Linked DNA regions of Zea mays: region 2 is linked to region 1. A link is a contact called in public Hi-C data. All regions are on one chromosome and are shown on one strand. Each heading gives the region's core, a stretch centred on a gene start, on an enhancer-like site or on the middle of the called end of the contact. The rest is flanking DNA. Distances are from core to core; before and after follow the strand shown. Region 1 holds the start of LOC100283303. Region 2 holds the start of LOC103650408 (serine/threonine-protein kinase D6PKL1).

What was found. Hi-C and Micro-C count contacts between places; a contact is called where the count stands out from the background.
Region 2: a contact with region 1 is called in a Hi-C map of ear, with 2.9 times the contacts expected there. The contact joins the promoter of LOC103650408 here to the promoter of LOC100283303 in region 1. A contact is called at or near these places in 2 of 25 Hi-C or Micro-C datasets (ear and tassel).

What each region holds. Positions count from the first base shown.
Region 1 is chr3:94,652,004-94,656,822 of Zm-B73-REFERENCE-NAM-5.0, reverse strand. It overlaps LOC100283303, which reads right to left and starts at 1,839. Exons shown (of 1, transcript NM_001366961.1): 1 at 845-1,839. The coding sequence starts at 1,753. The coding sequence ends at 1,175. It overlaps LOC103650404 (a long non-coding RNA gene), which reads right to left. Exons shown (of 2, transcript XR_002268030.2): 1 at 4,761-4,819; 2 at 3,138-4,692.
Region 2 is chr3:95,302,050-95,306,868 of Zm-B73-REFERENCE-NAM-5.0, reverse strand. LOC103650408 (serine/threonine-protein kinase D6PKL1) reads left to right here and starts at 1,969. Exons shown (of 3, transcript XM_008675976.4): 1 at 1,969-2,254; 2 at 2,873-4,588. The coding sequence starts at 3,054.

The DNA of each region.
Region 1 (4,819 bases), core at 590-3,089:
CTTATGTATAAACCATAAATTATCATTTGAACATTATTAGATTGGGCATCGCATGTTAATTTCACAACAACTTCACCAATTTCACAGCACTGCTAATGCAAAGGCCTATGTAAACATCAACAATAATTAGTTCTAGAGAAGCTAAACATTAATGCCTTGATAATACTTGGACATATTCGAACATATATGGAACTCATGCCTGTTTAGATGACTAAGGTTCAAAAACAATCATTTGAACACTATTATAAAGAAATGTTGCCTCTACCCTACATTAAACATTGATAGAAGTGCGTTCATTAATAAAGTTAAGTCGCATACCTGCTGGTCATTGTAACTCCAAAAATACAACAGAGGGGCACAGCTGGATGCAGTATATTATCATTTCCATGTGTACTGTCTCATGGGTTGTATACCCTGAAGCAACTAAACACTAAATGGGATACAGTAAACAGTACCAAATAAGATGGCCAATAGGGAAAGTTGAAGGCTAGTAATAGCATTTAGAAAAGGTAATAATAATTGACATTCAAGCTTTGCTCTGCAGCAGATGATCAGTTATGCAAAATCGACATGGCATAATTTAAATTCTTTGGCAAGATATTTGGCACACCCAAAAGCTCAACATTTTCAGCAATCTAAGCATGTGGGAACACTAATACCAGAAAAGCAATTTGGATAGCAACACAGCATAGACAAACTCCCTACTTGAAATTCCTGTGCAATTCTCACCTGCAAGATGAACTTAAATTCATAACATAATGCACGCACATAGCATGTTTCATTATCTTAGATGTCGAAATTCCACTAATCCAAGCCCAGTGAAGAAAAGAACGGAGCAATGATGTTCGAAACATGAGGTCAACAACTGAGCATTACTATTCCATATCTTTCACATTTACATCCAACAACACATCATCCTAGCACTTCCACGAAAGCATTAGACAACACCAAAAACAGTGGAGTTAGCATTTCTATTTCGCCTTCTCCACATCTACACTATGCAACGGGCGCCGCAAACCGACCATGCTATAGTTTCACAGCTAAGCAAACCGATCATGTTTTAGACTTTGCACACCCACTCTAAGACCCATGCATCCTAGTCCCCTAGCAAAGAGAGGGCGCCGGACTAGCTAGCACGACCACAGACCACAGCACGAAGGTTAGACAGAACGTTTCACCTCCGTGATGGAGGCGGCTGCAAATTGAGCCTCTGGATGGCGCAGAAGAGCTTGCGGCGTGCTCCGACAGCACCAATGCCCATGTCCCGGAGGTCGTCCATAGTGAGCCAGGGGAGCACCTCAGCATCCACCTCGTGCGCCTCGAACGCCGCCGCGTAGCGCCCCATACCCATCCCCCATAGCCAGCTCGGCACGTCCACCACTTCCTCCTGCTCCTCCATTTCCGTCTCCGTCTCCATCTCCGAATCCTCCCATGCTGTGGACTTCGGGGCCCTGACCTTGCGGGGAAAAGCGGCGGCCAAGACGACGTCGTCGCCGCTGTCGACGAAGGGTTTTAGGAGGGTATTGGGTGGCTCCGCGGAGGGGTGGTCATGCTGGTTGCTGTTATGCTGAAGTTGGAGGGGTTTGCGGGACCTGGTGGCGGGGGCAATGGGGACGCGGCGCGGGTGGGGCAGGTGGGAAGGGAGCGGGACGGAGCCAGCGAGGCGGACGTTGGGGATGCGCCGTCGCTTGCCGGCGTCCAGCAGAGGCGGCGGCGAAGGGCGGTGGTGGTGGGGTCCGCCGGAGTCGCCCATGGAATGTCGGGGTCGTGTGGATAGGGACAGAAGTCACAGAACACAGAAGCCTCGTGCGCCCAGTCGTTTTCTTGGCTAGCCTTTTCACCGTTACTGTTATCTTGAGTATAGTTAAATAACCGTGAGTTGCGACCGCCTATATAATACAGTGGGAGCAAAATAATACTATGTAGATCTGCTCAAACGTCGGACCATTTAGCACGGCTCATACCTAACCCGACGTTTAAGGTTTAGGGCATGGGCCATTTAGCACGGTTTATACCCGACTCATGTATAATTTGAGTCATGTTGGCCGGTGCCTTCACGTTTGACGTGTCGGGTTGGGTTTTTCGGGGTTAGGTCGGGTTTGTTGGCTTTGGTAGGCTTTTTTTGGATTTGGTCGGGTTTTAGGTCAAAAATCATAGTTGTACACGGTCCGTGAATTATTGCGGGTCAAAAATTATAGCTCGTACACGTCCGTTGCATTGGTCGGGTCGGATCTGATTTTTTCGGACGGATCGGATCGGGTGGCCCATGATCAGGTCTAATAACATGCAAAAATATTAAAATAAATATCTAAAAGATATTACAACATTAATTGCACAATTTAAACCATAATTTTAAACATAGCTTGGCTCCAAAACAATTGCATAAGAGCTAGCTACGAATCAAATCGATGCTCTGTATTAATTGTTATCACTTAATTAATTTAGACTATCAGAAGATTATAATTTTTTTATTAAAAAAACCTGTTAGACGTGAGATAGAGATATCAAACGGCGCCTCAGACTTAGGACTACACATAGCACCCTCCGGTAGTGCAGAAAGGATAAGAATATCTAACAAAATTCAATTAAACATCAAAACAAAATACAACCTTCCGGCTCATGAATCTGTAAACAAACTAATAATCAATCTTTCTAACTCTGATAATATTTCTCCCTTTTTAAAATTAGCGAGACAATCTAGCCAACAAAAGGTTAGCATTGAGATCAGCCAAAAAAGTATTGGCGCAAGCCAATTGACTTGAATGATGTTGCCAAGATCAACATCATCCTTCTAATGTATTTTCCCTTAAATACTATATTGGTTACTGATCCAACTATTCTCAAATGTCTTGATCATATATAGCAAAACAATCTAAATCAGAGAACATGCCAACCTAAGCAGTCATCCACCTCAACAAGATGATACCATAAAAAGCGGCACAACATCTAACCTAGATAAAAACATAAGTATCAATTTATTTCAAAAATGCAATGGCGATATGTCAAGGAGTTGAGAAAAACTTAATTGCGTCGACGAAAACCATTGGCAAAAGCAAAAGATTGAAATCAACAAATGAGAAGCCAAATATGAATGGTATGGACCTTTAGATTGACTTTAAAAAATTCATGAGACAGATAAAGAACAAAGACTATATTTTATGAGAACAGCTTGAATGAAGCCAAGTCAAATTCATGTGCACATTTGCTCAACCGACATAGTACTTCATCCTCAATCTGCTCGGCTAGGAAGAACATAGTATTGGGGTGGCCAATGCCAGTGATCCTCATCTACGGCAAGCCGCCTTCTCTACTTTCTAGCAAGCAGAGCAAGCCTAGCTTAATTTTGCCCACCATTGAGTGCATGATGGTCATTGTGGAGAAGGCAAGTGCCACCTTTTGGAATGCTCCTTGACTTCCTTGAGAAGCTCACCTGCTTCATTCAGATTGTTTGCCTCCACCTCCTACGCACAAGAGAGCAGTAATGCATGCGTGCGTGCATAGCGCATCGCATGCTGTCGCTCTTGTTTTTCTTCTCCACACCATTGTTGGTCATGGCAATACACAATTATAACTTCTGGTAATAATTTAACTCTAGTTTTTGTTTACAGACAAGCATTCTTATACCATAAATATCATATATCATATGAAATAAACAAAATATATGTACAACAGATGTCCCCAATGAACAAAGGCAAATGAAACTTTACCTCAAACATAGGAGGAAAATAAAAATAATAAGTCATTTTAAAAAGCCTTGAAAAATGTGATCTGGCCTTGCAAAAAAAGGTATAAACACCCATATAGTCTTTAACTCTCTGTTCAAATTTGTCGAGGGCAGAGATAGTGCTCATCAAGCCATCTTTCATCTTATCTCGACATGATACTGAAATTGATCAATGCCAACATTTACTAAATTCATATATTTTGAAACAATATCATAGAAAAACAAGGTTCATAGAAAAAATAGATCATTTAAGTATAGAGAGAACAATAGAAACTTAAAAAACATTATAGCCACACAAATCAAATGAGGTATTGTAACACTATATTCTGAAACTGGATTTAAGGATGCAAGTGGGAACCCAATAGTTTTTGGAGTTCAACTAATTAATTATGTGTTTAGTTTATTAATCCACATGCCATTCTTGTTGTACGCCTGTGTGCGGTGCCACAGGCTCCTGGCATGCGCGTTCGCCGGTCGCGCCAGCGCCAGCACGTGTGTTGCGTCGCATCGCTCACCTTCACGTCAGCCTCGCGCCAGGCGAGCCAGCACTACGTGCGGTTGCTATGCAGCACCAGCCGCTCCCTCGTCCTGCTCAGGGTGAGACGTTTCACGCAGATCTAATATCTAGGATATACAAGGGTCAGCTCAAATTCTCAAGACCATGTACGCCAAGGAGAGGTCGTAGGATCATAGTTTGGGTAAGATAGGTAGAAGATCGACGGGAATAGATAGGCGGGCACGATGGACATGATACGAAGGGAGGAAAGGGGCATCTTGCAGTTACTTGTGGTGGTGGGGTGGCTGCCGATGACAGCGATGGAGGCCGAGGCGCGGAACGAGAAGGACGACGCCGACCGCAGGTTAGAACCACGCGTGTAGGACCCGACGGCTAGAGGCGGCGGCATGAGCTTCTCCGTGTGCACCGACGGGCCCCGCTGGATCGTGACATGCTGCTGTGTCCACTCGTTCTGCACCTTTGTCAGTTAGTTGGATAAGATATGAAGAAGGTCGATGGATAGATAGTATAGATATATACCTGATCGGAGAGAAGGATGCATGGGTGCGCTCCTCTTGCTGAGGAAGCGGAAGAGAAGG
Region 2 (4,819 bases), core at 720-3,219, 650 kb before region 1:
GGCTAGCGTGGCCGTGCGGTAGCGAGGACCACACGGAGAAGTGGTTTGGGTGGGATGGAAGGGAGGAGCGTGCACACGAGGGATGGAAGGGAGGGTTAATGCCATGTGGGTCCAAGTACATAAGTAAGTGAATGGACGACAATGGCATAGAGGAAATCAAAGTCTAAAACCGATGGCATAGAGGGAATGCTATAATTTCCAATGACACATAAGGAATTGGTATAATTTAATGGCATAGAGGGAATTTTCTCCAAATGGGAAAGCCCAAAACTCTTCCTTCTAGCTCACGGGGAAGGAAGAAAAGACTTTTCTTATTCCAAGCCAGCTACGAGACAAGTGAAACGGGCAGTTAGTTTAGTGAAGACCGCAGTTCCAGCAAAGACAGTGGAATGGTAAAGTTGTTCATTCTCAACGGGAAAGGATTTATCTATTGCAACGAGGCTAGTTTCAACAAGGTGAGCAAAGCTAGATACTTAGGCTTGTCCGGTTATTCCACCAACCCCTGCTCCCGACCTAGGTACATTATTCTTGGCAGCTCAAGACCTTTCTTGTTCCTTGCTCCCGTGGATCGATACTAGTTACTTACCTTTAATCTTACCTTAGTGTCTTTTACCTAACCTACTCGCTCGCTGAGCTTTTTTTTTATCTTGGTTATTGGTTTTTTACTCAAGTTAGAGCTTTTCTTTCGTGGTTTTTTTGTTGGTGTTTTTTTATTACTCCCTCCATTTTTTAGGGAAATTTGGATCCATACCATTAAAAGATCACCACTTTGGATCCATACCATTACTATCTCACTTACATGTGGGTCCACATGAGTCAATGACATGTGGGGTCCATGGTATATATCTAAAGTTTGAATCTTTTAATGGTATAGATCCAATTGTTCCTTTTTTTTATTTTGACGTTTTGTAGTACATTTTGTACTATAGCGTCAAATATTGAAAGACAGAGGCAGTATTTCGTATTCGACTGTATACCGTTTATTTGATTTACTGCTTGTTTTAGAGATTATACTCTCGTACAATATTTTTTTAAATATATATTCGTAAGTAAAATATAACATTTGTATAATACTTGTTAAGTATACGCTACATTCTCTTCCTCCGACATATGGAGAGAGAGGGGTTAACAAAATAATTGTGTGTGATGATGCTATCATTTCATAATTGCAATATATTGCTAACAAATACAACCCTTATTTTTTTCAAAGAACTAAAGAATTTTAATTTAGTTAAATCTATATAAAAACTTTTGACGTTTGAAATATTATATACGCTATTCACCACTTCAATTCAAGTGAAACTTCACCTAATTACCGATAATGACTAAGCGGTATTCAGTCATTTCTGAAAATTAGTAAGTGTTCTTACTTCGGCTCGGTGAAGTTAGGTGACAAATAATGCTGCACTATATAGAATAAGCATTATTATATTGATTATATAATATAAATATACAGTAAATCTAATTATAAACATCAATATTAATATTTTATATAAATTTATTTAAAATATAAAATATTAAATTAGTCAAAATCTAGAATTGTATTTTTTGATGGAAGCGTTAAACCAGCAAGCAATATCTATTAAGATAATTCGTTTAGGGGTAACGGAATCTACGCTATAAAATATTAATTTAGGGGTAACAGAATCTACGCTATAAAATTAAGGATCGAATTAGATTAGAATTGAACTTTATATCTATTCATTTTTAAACTAAAAATATTAAGAACCCTAATTTATTATGAAAATATACTCCATCTGTCCTATTATATAATTCGTTTTGATGTTTTTTTATTTAAATAGATATTAATAAATCTAGACACATATATAATATATCAAATATTGTATAAATCTATTAACATCTTAAAATCTTAAAAATAAATATTATTTTGGTATTAAGAGAGTATTTGGACTGTGCTATCACACTATTTGCAGCCGGTTTAGATCATGATTCGACGGCCGAGGACCCGCCCAAACGGCACCGGGAGTTGCCACTGGTGGCCCTCTCCAGTCTGCACGGAGGATCCTGGACGCCCTATATGCCGACTCGTCTCCTCTCTCTCTTTCTCTTTAAGTCTCTACCCCTTTCTCTCTCCTCTGTGTGCTCCTTGCCCTCTATACACCAGTACACCTCCGAAGCCGCCATTCCAGCAGCTGAGCTCGTCCTGCCAGGACGCAGTGCCAAGTGCCAACGGCACCACTATTCCACCGCCTGTGCCCCTTCCACGCGTGGAGATCTGAGCCGGCATTTCCTGGTAATCTTCAGCAACCAGCTCCGCTCTTGAGCCGCTCTCCCGATCCTAAATCCGGTACATGGGTGAGGCTGGGTTCAGATTAGTTGCGAATTTGCTGTTTCGGCAGGGTTCATAGCGGCTCCGCGAAATGCGGTATCGTTAGAGCCGAGTTGGCGCCGCCGCCGTTTGGATCTGGAGCTAGCTTCGTGTATTTCTCCATGAGCAGAAAAGTTTCAGTTTTTCCTCTCCTTTTCCTGTGTTTTAGTAGATCTAACTGGTCTGTTCGTTCTGCGAGAGGCAGTTGTCCCTGTTTCCATTTTCGTTTCTTCTGCCTGCTGATTCGTAACGGTGAGCGAAAATGGGTTCTTTGTGGAGAATCTGGCCTTCTGTCACCCCCCCCCCCCCCCCCCCCCCCCCCCCCCCCCCCCCTCCCCCCCCTAAACTCTGGCTTCCAAAAATTTTTATTTGCACTACCCCTGCTTGCCAGTTAGTTGATTAGGTTATCAAGTGTATATTTCTCTTTGGCGCCTTGCGTTCTCGCCTCTGAATTTATTTTTTTTTCTAAATTCCTCAGCAGTTTTAAAGACGTAGTTGTCGCTATGTCTCAATCACTAACTTTGGACCTTATGGTCTTTGCAGGGTGTGCGCTGGTTGCTGCGCTTGCCATTAAAAGGCTACTTTTCTGGGAGCTCCCTGGTGCTCTCATCTTGGAAGACGTTCAGTGGAAGGTGCAGGCTTGCCTGCCCAGGATGCCCCTGCCGGCGACGGACTGAGTTGGCGTATTCCTTGTCTGCCAGTGTTGAATTAGTCTAATTGGGCCATGGAGTCATCTGGCTGTAGCTCTGAGATAGTTGAGTCCACCGAGGAATTCGATACTACACCCTCTGGTGGATCCAGCTTGCTGCATATTAAACTCAAAGATGAGGAGAAACGCGGCAAAAGTCATGATTATTCTGTGGAAGATGACCTCGACCAGCTCCTTAAAGCTATCGATAGCAGGACCTTCCGACGCGCGCTTAGTCCTGGCAGTACAGGTGGAGATGCGCTGGGTAAGAGTGTTCTGAAGAAACCAGCTAGGTCTGGGTTGTCTCAAAATGCAGGCATTGGGATATCCTCCAAGGCTGTTAATATGAAGCAAGCGCTAAGAAGGCTATGCATTTCCCAGGCATCAGAAATGGCTGCAATGAAGAGGTTGTCGATGTCACCTGGATCTTCAAGTTCATCCGAAGCTGGGACTATCCACAGGCTTTATGCCTCTTTGATGGTCCAAAGTAGTTCTGAGGGTCTTCTGCATGATGATGAGAAGATGAACCTGATTGAAGTATCGATCACTCCAGAGAAGATTGATAAGAGTTCATCTAGAGGTACAAGTGAGTTCAGTGAAGACTGTGAATTTGAGACAGCTGATGGAAGTGCAGTCACCTCTACCTCTATCTGTTCTGCTTCGTCAACCTACACCGATATTAGGAAGATCAGAATCCAAGATGTCATCATTGGTGACCCTATGGATAACGAGAGTTCCTTGGGGGAAAATGGCAACCTAGGAAATAAATTTTCTGCAGCTACTGATGATGGCTCTCCCAAAGTCCCAATCTTGAGCAAACCTATCACTACATCTCGACTTGTCAAGCCAGTCTTTCGATGCAAGCCTTCCGGTAAGAAGAAAGTGAAACAAGAACCATCTTCGTTGGGTGATTCCTCCAATAGTACTAAATTCTGCTCTTCAAAGGAGTCAATCTCCCTCACATCAACCAGCTGCTCTTCAACATCTAGTTTTACAAATCCCGCCAACCGTGCAGAAGAGAAATCATCTCCTGGGCCAGAAAAATCTGATGGCACATCTTCTGAGTGGTTGGCAGAGCAAAATGAATGTTCCCAGAACTCAAAGAGCAGCATTAGTGAGTATGGTTGCAGCACAAGTATCAGCGGTGAGAGCCAATTTGGATTGTGTGGCTATAGTAACAGGCCACACATGGCGAAGGATCTGCGCTGGCTAACCATTCGTCAGTTGGCACTGCAACAGGGTTCCTTAGGACTCGACAATTTCAAGCTTCTGAAGAGGCTTGGTTGTGGTGACATTGGAACTGTATATCTTGCTGAGTTGGTTGATTCAGATTGCTTATTTGCTTTGAAGGTTATGGACATCGAGTACCTTATTAATAGAAAGAAGATGCTACGAGCACAGGCTGAGAGGGAGATACTAGAAATGCTAGATCATCCATTTCTCCCGACTCTTTATGCCCATTTTACCACAGACAATCTCTCATGCTTGGTCATGGAGTACTGTCCAGGCGGTGATTTGCATGTTCTTCGCCAAAGGCAACCTGGAAAAAGCTTTCCAGAGCCAGCAGCAAGGTAAATTCCAATCCGTAGTTCCATACCTAAACATTATTTTATATTCAGCGCACTAGAAGTCTCCATTGTTTTATCTATTCCTTTTCTGACTCGGGTATTTCTTCTAAAACTAAATTTGCCTATTGACCACAAGTTAAATGCAATGACCAATATACTACTGTACACTGTCTACTTTAAGAAGTTGTTTCAATCTGATTTTCTTGTTTTTCTCCAAGATTAGAATTGCATGCT